Regions from separate parts of the Sus scrofa genome. Here regions 1 and 3 are each linked to region 2. A link is a contact called in public HiChIP or PLAC-seq data. All regions are on one chromosome and are shown on one strand. The core of a region is the stretch at or near the end of the contact, and the rest is flanking DNA. Distances in the headings are between cores, read along the strand shown. Region 1 overlaps RPS6KA5 (ribosomal protein S6 kinase alpha-5). Region 2 overlaps NRDE2 (protein NRDE2 homolog). Region 3 overlaps TTC7B (tetratricopeptide repeat protein 7B).

Region 1 (3,566 bases), core at 212-2,711, 500 kb after region 2:
ACTGTTGGCACCAACTCTCGTAGCCTGGGTTCCCCAGAAAGCACACAATCTAAAGCAAAAGCTTATATACAATCATGTTAGGAAGGAGTACAGTCCCTGGGGAGGAGGTTTGAGGAGACAGGGACCAAGGCCCCCGCTAAAATGGCCCAGCAGGGATCAGGGGACACAATGCGAATGGATTCTGAGGATGCTGAACTGGGGTGGGCGGGTGGAACATAAGGCCTGACGGAGAAGAAATTATTGCCATGGAAACATTTTCTGAGACTCAGGATTCAACATCCTGGCAGGGCCACCTGGAGCCAGTGCTGGGAGTCGGCTGCAAAGGCTCCCTTGAAGCTGGGACAAAGCAGTGCACAGGGTCAGCAGATACACAGATTCATAAAGCTGCAGCAGCAGTCAAGATGCTGTGGACATGGCACGCTCAGAATCAACCCTAGGAAGTCCAGAAGTCACAGCAAATGACATGCACAGGAGCCTGTCACCTCCCTCTATTGCACCAAGGCTTCTTCCTTAACTCACATCTCTGGCCTCATCGAGGGGGGCTCCCCATGATCAAGAGCCACTGGCCTACACCACAGCCATAGCAACTCGGGATCCGAGCCGCGTCTTCGACCTACACCACAGCTCACAGCAATACCAGATCCTTAACCCACTGAGCAAGGGCAGGGATCAAACCCGCAACCTCATGGTTCCTAGTTGGATTTGTTAACCATTGCACCACGACGGGAACTCCTCAGCCTAAGAATTTTAAAGGCACACAGACATTCAGTTCCAGTTTCGAGAGGAAACTGGGCCTACCTTCTAGATGAGCTGGCCTGCTTTCAGGTGGGTGCAGTTGGCCTGTTAGAACATGAAAAGCTCAGTGAAGTCGCCCACTCAAGACAGTAGCCGGTGGGGCTGGGGGGCTGTCCTTGAGGACTGTGCTGAACCACTGATCAATGGCTGATCCACTGGTGTTGGGTCCCCCACTCTAGAGTCTAAGGGGGAAGGACCCATTATTCTATAATTACAGAAATCACATTGCCTGCTGCTGTGGCCTCGGGGTCTGTGAGATGTCTTGTGTCCGTGAACTCAAGCGATCGGCTCCTCTGGTCACAGGAGGGGGTCACTCAGTGCGCCTTCCGCCCTCCCTCCCTCTTTCCCTGCCTCCCTCCTGCCTCCCCGGGATGCTGCTACTCAGGAACAAGACAAAACATAAGCTTTAACTCTAGGTTCTGCTTCTAGGAAACCCAGACAGAACAGCTTTCTATTGTTGATAAACGTTGGACTCGTTTCCAGTTTGGGGCATTTTGAAACCTGCTGCCATATATCTTCTTGTCCATGTCTTTCGGACATAAAACCACGCATTTTTGCTGACTACATCCCTGAGACTGGAACTGCTGGCCTTTTGCTCTGTGTCTGTTCAGTAGGCACTGCCGAGTAGTTTTCCAAAATCTGCTCCACTTCCTCATCTCACCCTACTTCCTAACAGATATTATGTGGCTACATCCAAGAAAGTACCCTTTGCCTTATAGTTTTCTTGCTTTCTGATGTGTAAGAATTCAGCAGGCTGTTGGGGTGGAATTCTCCAATTTGGAAATACTTAAAGGAGACTGGTGATAGGGACTTTGTAGACAAGTCCCTTCTCTGGAAGAGGTAGAATTAAACAAACTTTAGGCTCCTCTCAACTCTAAGATCTTACAATTTAGTTGATGATCCTGGAAGCAACTTCTGTTAAGAATAATTCTGTGTCTGCAAACTGCAAGTGGTGCGGCAAGAAAGTATCTATATACCTACAGATATACATCTCTATATATCTGGGTGTGTGTGTGTATACACACATAAGAGGGAATTAGAAAGAAAGAGGAAGCAAATGTGGCGAAATGTCAAATGGTCACAGTGTTATTCTCCCACACTTTCTCCAGGTCTGAAATTTTAAAAATACAATTTTTGAAAGAGAGTGAAAAAATAAGAAATCCTGAATAAAACACTTGGCAGAAGTATGTTTTAAATGTTATTATATTCCACCCCATGGATATGCTATCCACACCTTTGGGCGGGCATATAATCCTATCCTACATTTATTAAATACTGTGTGTTAGGAACTGAATGGCTGTGTGCCTTTAAAATTCTTAGGCTGAGGAGTTCCCGTCGTGGTGCAATGGTTAACAAATCCAACTAGGAACCATGAGGTTGCGGGTTTGATCCCTGCCCTTGCTCAGTGGGTTAAGGATCTGGCATTGCTGTGAGCTGTGGTGTAGGTCGAAGACGCGGCTCGGATCCCGAGTTGCTGTGGCTGTGGTGTGGGCCAGTGGCTCAGCTCCAATTAGACCCCTAGCCTGGGAACCTCCACATGCCGCCAGAGCAGCCCTAGAAAAGGCAAAAAGACAATTAAATAAATAAATAAATAATTAATTAATTAAATTAAATTCTTAGGCTGAAGACCTAACCGTCAATGTGACTCGCATTTGTGGACAGGACCTTTATGGAGATAAAGGTAATGAGGTCATGAGTGTGGGGTCCTCCTCCAAGAGGATTAGTGTCCTAAGAGAAAGAGACCCCAGAGAGCTGGCTCTTGCTCTCTCTCTAAGCACATGCACTGAGGTGAGGTCATGTAAGGACACAGTGAACAGATGGCTGTTTGCAACCCAAGGGAGAAGCCCTCGCCAGATACCAACGGGGCTGGCACCTTGGCCCTGGACGTCTCAGCGCCCAGAACTGTGAAATAAATTTCTGTTGTTTAAGTCACCAGCCTGCAATATTTTGTTATGGTGGCCTGAGGCAGACTAAGATACTGCGTAAGTTCTATTTTAATTCACATCCTGTTCGTTTCCAATGAACTGCACATCCATGAGGTGGGCTAAGTTGTAATCAAAGCCAAATGATAAGACATGACCCATCTTCCTGAAGGAATTGTTTTACCCAATTGGGATAACAGATTGTTTACATACGAAAGGATCCACATTCATGTTTAGATGTGACATGTAAAAACGCCAGAGATAGAAGGCCAACCAGACGAAATAAATTTTGTGCTCACTATGCGATGACTCTGCCTGTGTATCTAGGTGCTCTGGAGATGGGTCCTCGTTTATATTGAAAAGTTTGCAAAACATTCTTTTTTGACAGTTTAAGGCAGGTGCTAACTTTGCTTTTCATCTGCAAGTAGTTCATTTTTGTATCCCTAAAAGGCAGGGATTTTTAAAAACCACAACTACAACTTATTATACCCAAGAACAATTAGCAGTAATTCCTTTGTAGCACCCAGTATCCAGGCAATATTCAAATTTCGCCAGCAGTGTTTTATACGTTGTATGAATATAATTACATTTGTATGATTTAGCATTTGAATTTAACATATAGAACTGAAATTAGAATTTGTCTGAATCAGAATTTAAGTAAGATGCAAACACTGTTTAAGTGTCTTTTCATCTACAGGTTCCCAGGCTTTTTTCTTATAATTTATTTGCTACAAACTGGGTTGTTTGTCTGTAGAACTTCCCACAGTCTGGATATTGTGACTGTATTCCTGTGGCATCGTTTAATCTGTTCCTTGTCCCCTGCTTCTGTTTAAAACTTGACAGCTAGAT
Region 2 (3,634 bases), core at 714-3,213:
TCCTTTGAACCAGTTTATGAGTTGAAAGACTTTCAGCTCGGATACAAATGGAACCAGTTCCCTAGGAGTCAAATGAAAGGGAGGGAAAGGTTCTTCTGGCATCTAATATCTTTCTTCCTCTAAATTAGTTTGTAATGCTGCTAACACAAGAAGCTGCTCAAGAAGTCAAAACAGTCATTAACTGTTGTTCCATCTTTGTTTTTGGCTCTACTACCCAGATAGAAATAGATTCAAAAGACTTCTAAATCACTCTTGGCTGGGGACACAAGGAATGGTATTTCAGGGACGCATAGTAGCTACTCAACAAATATCTGTTGAACGAAGAAGCATCTCGGGTTAAAATACATGGTGATTTTAACATATTCCCTTCGAAACAACTGTGCAGGGTTTTCTGATGACAAAAATCAAAAAGGGCAGCAAAGGGAGAGAAAGGGATGGACACATTCCAGAAAGAAAAGGAAAGCCAGCTAGGGGAAGGGGGGAGGAAGGGCCTGCTGCAGACCACCGCTGGAGAGTAAGAGGCCCTCATCCCTCCCCTACTGGGTACTGCAGTCGGGAAGCGGGATGTGGTCCGGGCTGCACAGGGAAGGACCTGCACCTGACAGTGAAGAGCTCATCCTAGGAAATGAAGGTCGCAAGAAGCTATGGTCTCTGGGGAAGCTGTCCCCCGATGACCCTGAATAAGAGCCCCATATGGTACACAACCCCCTCCACCCTGCTGGCCACACACCCAACACCGCTTTCCTGATATCACAGAAGACACAACTCACTAATGTCTTAGTCCTTGTCTGTGCAGAAACAAACAACTCTTCCAGGTCACCTTCCCAGGAAAAGGCTACAGAAGTGAACAGTAAGAAAGTCAAAGACAAAGACAAGAACAACCCACCCTAATCTTAATGGGGATACTCTACAAAACATCAACAAACTTAAAAGTGCCTTTGGATCAGAGTTCCTGTCATGGCTCAGTGGTAAGGAAATGGACTAGTATCCATGAGGACATGGGTCTGATCTCTGGCCCCACTCAGTGGGTTAAGGATCCAGCGTTGCTGTGAGCTGTGGTGTAGGTTGAAGATGCGGCTCAGATCTGATGTTGCTGTGGCTGTGGTGTCGGCCAGCAGCTGTAGCTCCAATTTGACCCCTAGCCTGGGAACCTCCACATGCCTCAGGTGCAGCCCTTAAAAAAAAAAAAAAAAAAAAAAAAAGTGCTACCTAGATTATAAAACTATCGAGAGACTGTAAAGATCACTTCTGATGTGGTTAAGCACAGGCTGAAAATTACTCTTTCAAGTTCTTATGGTAGTTCTGGTACAGTTTCAGGAAATCCTATAAAACTCATTTTCCTCAGCAAAAAAAAAAAAAAAAAAGACAAATAGTTAAAGATGAGTCTTCACAACACACAACGATTATGCATTTGCTTTGAAGACATACTAATAAGAATCAATGATCTACTCATCCATTCATTCACAGAACAAAAATGTACTGAGAGTTTATTACACATCAGGACCTACGTTAACCTCTGGTGGGGAAGAGCATACAAAGGTAAGAAGGGAGGAGTGGCTCTGCCACAGAAATTCAGTCAAATTCAGAATCTTTCTGCTAGACTCCTTTATTTTTCCTTCTTCTAGGGTTACAGGCACAGCACCTGAGACGCAGACAGAGCTAAATAAATCTGGATCCTCTGAGCCACAGAGGCCTGTGGTTCTCCAATGCTGATCTGATAACAAAGGGATCCCAGCAGACCACGTTGTCTGCCTCTGATGGAAACTCCAACATCAGTGGGACTCATAAGCACATAACTAAAGCAAATAAGCCCTGAAGGGTCATAAAAATCTTAACAGCACTAAATTTATTAAAGTATGCCTCGAACGGGTACTTAAATTTCCTCTCTTCTAGACCACATGAACGAAGGAAAGAAAAAAGTTAATTGAGGAATGACTCAAGCAGTTTCACCACATACCGCGAGTCACACACATGGGACAGTGCCTCCTACGCAGGAGGAGGTCAGACTTAGCAGAGAGGAAAAGCTATCACTCAGCACCTGCACTGACCAGATCTACAGAACGCCGTGAACGCTATGCCCAGGGCAGACAAGCGAAACACGGGGAGAAAGAAAACCCCCAAGGAAAGGAAGTAGGTGGTCATGAGCCATTCTGTACCTCCAACCCAGTGATTCTAAACAGCTGTGAAATAAGGACAAAAGCAATGATTATTTTAAGTGCTACATCAACCTTAACCAGAGAGAGAGTGCGCAGGCAAGCACATGCAGGAGCAAACTCGGGGCGGGGGGCGGGGGTTGTCTTTTTAGGTCAGTGCCTGAGGTATACGGAAGTTGGCAGGCTAGGGGTCAAATTGGAGCTGTTGCTGCCGGCCTACACAACAGCCACATCTACTTGGGATCCGAGCCACATCTGCAACCTACACCACAGCTCACGGCAACGCCAGATCCTCAACCACTTAGCGAGACCAGGAATCGAAGCTGCGTCCCCACAGACACTAGCTGGGTTCATTACCGCTGAATCACAATAGGAACTCCCAATACAACAGGGGTTTTAATGTGGGTGACTGAAAGGAAGACATGTCAAGAAAGAGAAAGACATTTTTCTCATTCTTTATGAAGGCATGTAAGGAGCTGCCTTGTGGCACAGCGGGTTAAGGATCTAGCATTGTCTCTGCTGTTCGATACCTAGCCTGGGAACTTCCACATGCCACTGGCATGGCCAAAAGAAATAAATAAAAATTTTTTTTAATGTTTTAAAAATTTTAAAACATCGAAATAAATGTGTTAAAACCTTAAAAAATAAAATTTTAAAAATAAAAAATAAATAAATGCATGTAAAACTAAGTAGTGAACTAGCCCATATGCCCAGCAAGTGGCACATTCTCTATCTTCCAAAAATCCTATATACTTTTTGCCTGAACCAGATTTTGACACAATCGTTACTGTGCCTCAGCAATATTTCTCAAATAAAATCATGGCCTTATTCTTTTTTTAAAATGAAAGTTTTCTTTTCTTAGGTTGACCTAATGGTAGGGCTCTTTCTGCTTTTTCCCAGCTTTACTAAGGTATTTATTGACTCTATTTTGATTGAGCGGCTAAATATTCACTCAAATGTCTAACTTATCACCAACAATCAAGGGAGAAATAATTCAAGATATGAAAAATCACAGGTTTTTGAGAAGAGAAAACCTACTTTGGTTTCTCTGATTCCTTGTTTCCATCTCTGATGCTTCTGGAAGGTTTGTCCTTTTCAGAATCAGTATCTGACTCGGATCCACTGCTGCTTGACTGCCCACGTTTTCTCTTGGTTTTCTTGTGGTGCTGATGCTTCCTTTTCTTTTTTTTCTCTTTCTTCTTCTTTCTGCTTGTTTGTGTGGGCTTTCTGTTAGTGTCACTTTCATCTGAACGCTCTGATTTCAAAGGACTCCTGTTTAGGAAAATCAATGCTAGAATTATTTTCAAAAGAAAATTAGGGAAAATGTGTAAATAAGTATGCAAATAAACAAATAAGTAAAAGGAAATCCTATAAATGTCCACACAGACATACTATTTGACCATATACTATACAGCACCTTTCTGGATTAGGGCTCACCTTCAAGACTTAGGAGTTGGACCTAAAATAACATCAGGTGAAGA
Region 3 (3,459 bases), core at 195-2,694, 300 kb after region 2:
GAACTTCCCATTAGTTACACATAGGATGACCCACTGTCCTGGTTTGCCCAGTGTTTTTCTGGGTTTTGCCTTGAAAGTCCCATATTCTGGGAAATTGCTCAGTTCCCAACACACTGGGATGGCCGGTCACTGCAGACCCAAAAAACGCAACCACATTCAAACTTGAACTTGAGCTGGGAGTGGGAGAGGAAAATAACTAAGAGTGTAAGATTGTGTCCCCTCTACCACACTGAGCAACAAACCCCAGTGACACTATGCCACCTCTCCTTCATGGAGCAGCCAGATTCCTGCATTTTGGGGGCAAGTCACCGAGACATGCTCGCCTGTTTCCAGCCTTGCTTTTCTCTGTAGGGTGTCAGAGACCCCAGGAGCCACCACTCAGATCAAGCCAGAATCTTAGAAAGCTTTGCACACAATACTATGTTTTTCTTCTCTATACTTCTGTACAGGACAAACCAATGGGCTCAGCCTCTTGGGCTGAGCTTATGAGTGTAGAACAGCCAAGAGTCTCATTATTAAGATGCAATCATACAACTGGAATGTCTTCAAAAATCACCTTTCTGAATCCAGGAGAGAGCAAACCTTTCCGAATTCTGACTCCAGTCATAATTAAGAGTTAAGTTTCACACGCTACATCTGCAGTTCCACCCCTATGTGAGTTACACTGTTTTCTTTTTAAACAAAAATTGCCAAACAAGAGTATTAACAGAATTGTGAGAAGATTTAAAATACGTAGGAAAAAAAAAAAGTATGTCTGGTCCAAGTGAGTTTTACATATCCATTTACATTTAAGAAGCAATAGAAATCATTCCTGTTCACTTAAAATCTTTCCCTGACAGATTTTTTTGTGAGGTCTACAGGGCACAGGGTAGTTCTAGCTAAAGTGTACTTGAAACAAATGTTTTTATTCCTTTGAAAAATATACTTCATTTTGTATAAATAATAATTTAGTGAGCCTTCCCCAATATAATCACATAGGTCAGTAGGATTTCATTACCCTTTATTCCACACGAACTAATATTTTTTAAAAATCCCTTTGAATGAAAAACAAAGCAAAAGAGAAACGAAAAGAAATTCAGGCCAATGGAACAGCTGTTATGTAAGGGGAAGTTATGCATTCTGCGGCTCAAGGCAGACCACCACTCTGGCTGTTTTTAGAGAGCCAGTAAGATGTGCTGATTTAAGAAAAGTGAAACAGATGTAATGACCACTTTCTTAGGCATCCGTGTGTGGGTTTTACAAACTAGGACTGGAAAATTTAAAACTCCAAATCATTTGAAATGGAAATGCTTTCCACACTCCGTGATGGAGAGCATCAACAAAAACTGAGCACAGAGAAAGGAGATCTGTTTGCAGATGTCAGTTGGTACTTTCTGTCACTAACCAGTCTGGGACTGGCAACGTGACGGAGCCATCGGCAAGCCTGCTGGGAAGTGAAAGAAAAAGAGACGAAAGTGGCTCAGGCTAACCGAAACCAAACGATCGTGGTTTCGTGAGAAAAGGCCCACAGACGCTGTGACAAATCTGCAGGCAGCCCTCATTCTGAGATAGAAATCTAACAGTGGCTACTAGGTCCTGAGGGGACCTCGTGACATTTTTGGATCAGTAACTAAGTTTCTAGTATGATTCCAAGAATTCAATGTAACTCAGACGTATTTAGGGTGACAGGATCAATACCAATCCGAGACTGGACATTGCAGGGCTGTGCTTTCAGGCAATGATTCGTGTTGGTGACCGCTTATGCCTGCGATGAGCATAAAGGGAGGGCAGGGTCGGGGGGGGCAGGTACCAGAAAGGCTGGGCAGAGTCAGGAGACCTTGACTCCATCCCGACCTCAATCGCCACATGACTGACTCTTCATCCCTGCGTCTCAGCCCCACACCTGCAGCGAACACACGACTCGTTCCGTCCACCTTATGGTGTGGGGTGTGGAGAGCACTGTGACACTCAGGCATCCTCTAATTATAAGGCCATTTCCTAATTTCATAAAAGGTGCAGTGACAGAGAGGAGTCTAAGGTATTAATGAGGCAGGGTGGGGACAGAGAGCAGGCTTGGACTTGCTGGCCAGACTATCTGTCTTACATACTATTTCGGAGACTGTCCTAAAATCTGGCCTTTTCATTTCTTAATATAAACATCTGCAGTTTGACATGTTAAAAAAAAAAAAAGCTAGCAAAGAATGATCCTTTTTCCAGATGATGAAAAATGTTTGTGATAAAAGGGAATCGTCTCCCTAGACATAAAAGACTATCTGTCTTCGAGCTGCGATCGCTGTATTAGGGATGAATAAAATGTGCCTGGATGAATAAACAGATTCAGAGAGCAGATTTACATGGCAACAAGTGATGCAGCAAGTTTTACATGGTATGCTCAGTGCTCAAGAGGAAAGGCTCCCAGGGGTAAAACACTGTTTACATAATCTTTATAAATATCTCTTCTTTTTATACTTCTCATACTTTGGTGTCATTATGTACAGCCGAGTGAAAAGATGAACTCCCACTCACCTCTGAAATGCAAGAAGCGCCTTTCTCTGTAGGACCTCCTGCATCCCTCGCAAAGAAGCTAAGAAAAGGGTTCAATTAGTCAGTGGCATGGGAGATCAGGGAGTTTTTGACAAATACACAACTCACCCCCAAAACTGTACATCCAACTGGATTACAAGCAACAAATTCTGGGTGCCTGTGTGCCCAGTCCTGTCCCAGGAGCTGTAAAGGATGGGAAACGAAGGCCAGGGTGGCCAGAGGCCCTTGCACCTGTTGGGCATAACTGTGGAACCAGGCCAAGGGAAGCGTGTGAGTTGGCTGGTACCCCCAGGAATAGGGGCCCATCTTCCAAAGACCAGCTGAGAACCTCAGAGGGGAAAACATTCTCAAGTGTAGGCATGTAATTCATGGGTAAAGAATGGCTCTGCCAGAATGGAATAGAACAGATTCCAGCACCAATGGTGTGGATTAGACGGCCTTCAGAGTTCCTTCTGGCACTGAGAACCAACGACACCAGCCTGATGCCATGAAAGGCCACTTTGATTGGCAGTGGAAATGGCCAAGACCTCTAAAACCTTGATGTGAACACAAGGGACAGACCAGGCAAACCCGGCACTGATACTGGAAAATCAGCTCAACACGCCCCCTGTCTGCAGCACATGAGAAATGGCAGCTGAGAGTCTTGGAGGGACTAAAAACGTCCTTTTTACTGGGACCACAGAAAACGTCCTAGAGGGACCTGTTGATGGCTGCAATGGAGATGACCCTTACTGACCCAGTCCAATAGAGCAGAGCCCATCCTGACGTCACGCTGAGGATGTGGCAGGCTGCCCAGAGAGCTGATGGAGCTGTGAGCCACGGCTGACTTAGAGCCATGGTGCGTGAGCCAGAGGGACCCGGGGAGGTGACCCAAGTGAACCATGAATACAGGCGAGACCCAACAGGGTCATGCAACTCGCTCAAAGTGACAGGGCT

What was found. HiChIP or PLAC-seq counts read pairs in DNA pulled down with a chosen protein or histone mark.
Region 1: a contact with region 2 is called in an H3K27ac HiChIP or PLAC-seq map of alveolar macrophages. The contact joins two enhancer-like sites. A contact is called at or near these places in 7 of 47 Hi-C or Micro-C datasets (brain, embryonic fibroblasts, fetal heart ventricle and 4 more) and 1 of 2 datasets of contacts at active chromatin or transcription factors (alveolar macrophages).
Region 3: a contact with region 2 is called in an H3K27ac HiChIP or PLAC-seq map of alveolar macrophages. The contact joins two enhancer-like sites. A contact is called at or near these places in 3 of 47 Hi-C or Micro-C datasets (embryonic fibroblasts, fetal liver and subcutaneous adipose tissue) and 1 of 2 datasets of contacts at active chromatin or transcription factors (alveolar macrophages).

The regions. Positions count from the first base shown.
Region 1 is chr7:112,572,415-112,575,980 of Sscrofa11.1, forward strand. All of the region lies in intron 14 of RPS6KA5 (ribosomal protein S6 kinase alpha-5), which reads right to left. Among named protein-coding and RNA genes, the nearest start is that of TTC7B, 55 kb to the left of the region's middle. Within about 2 kb of position 1,462, at least 1 of the 83 cell types and tissues checked has an H3K27ac peak or open chromatin away from gene starts, as enhancers often do. A contact at or near this core is called in alveolar macrophages, where this site is marked.
Region 2 is chr7:112,072,263-112,075,896 of Sscrofa11.1, forward strand. NRDE2 (protein NRDE2 homolog) reads right to left here. Exons shown (of 14, transcript XM_021099603.1): 3 at 3,192-3,425. Among named protein-coding and RNA genes, the nearest start is that of NRDE2, 17 kb to the right of the region's middle. Within about 2 kb of position 1,964, at least 2 of the 83 cell types and tissues checked have an H3K27ac peak or open chromatin away from gene starts, as enhancers often do. A contact at or near this core is called in alveolar macrophages, where this site is marked.
Region 3 is chr7:112,368,282-112,371,740 of Sscrofa11.1, forward strand. It overlaps TTC7B (tetratricopeptide repeat protein 7B), which reads right to left. Exons shown (of 20, transcript XM_021099609.1): 13 at 2,506-2,563. Among named protein-coding and RNA genes, the nearest start is that of TTC7B, 150 kb to the right of the region's middle. Within about 2 kb of position 1,445, at least 20 of the 83 cell types and tissues checked have an H3K27ac peak or open chromatin away from gene starts, as enhancers often do. A contact at or near this core is called in alveolar macrophages, where this site is marked.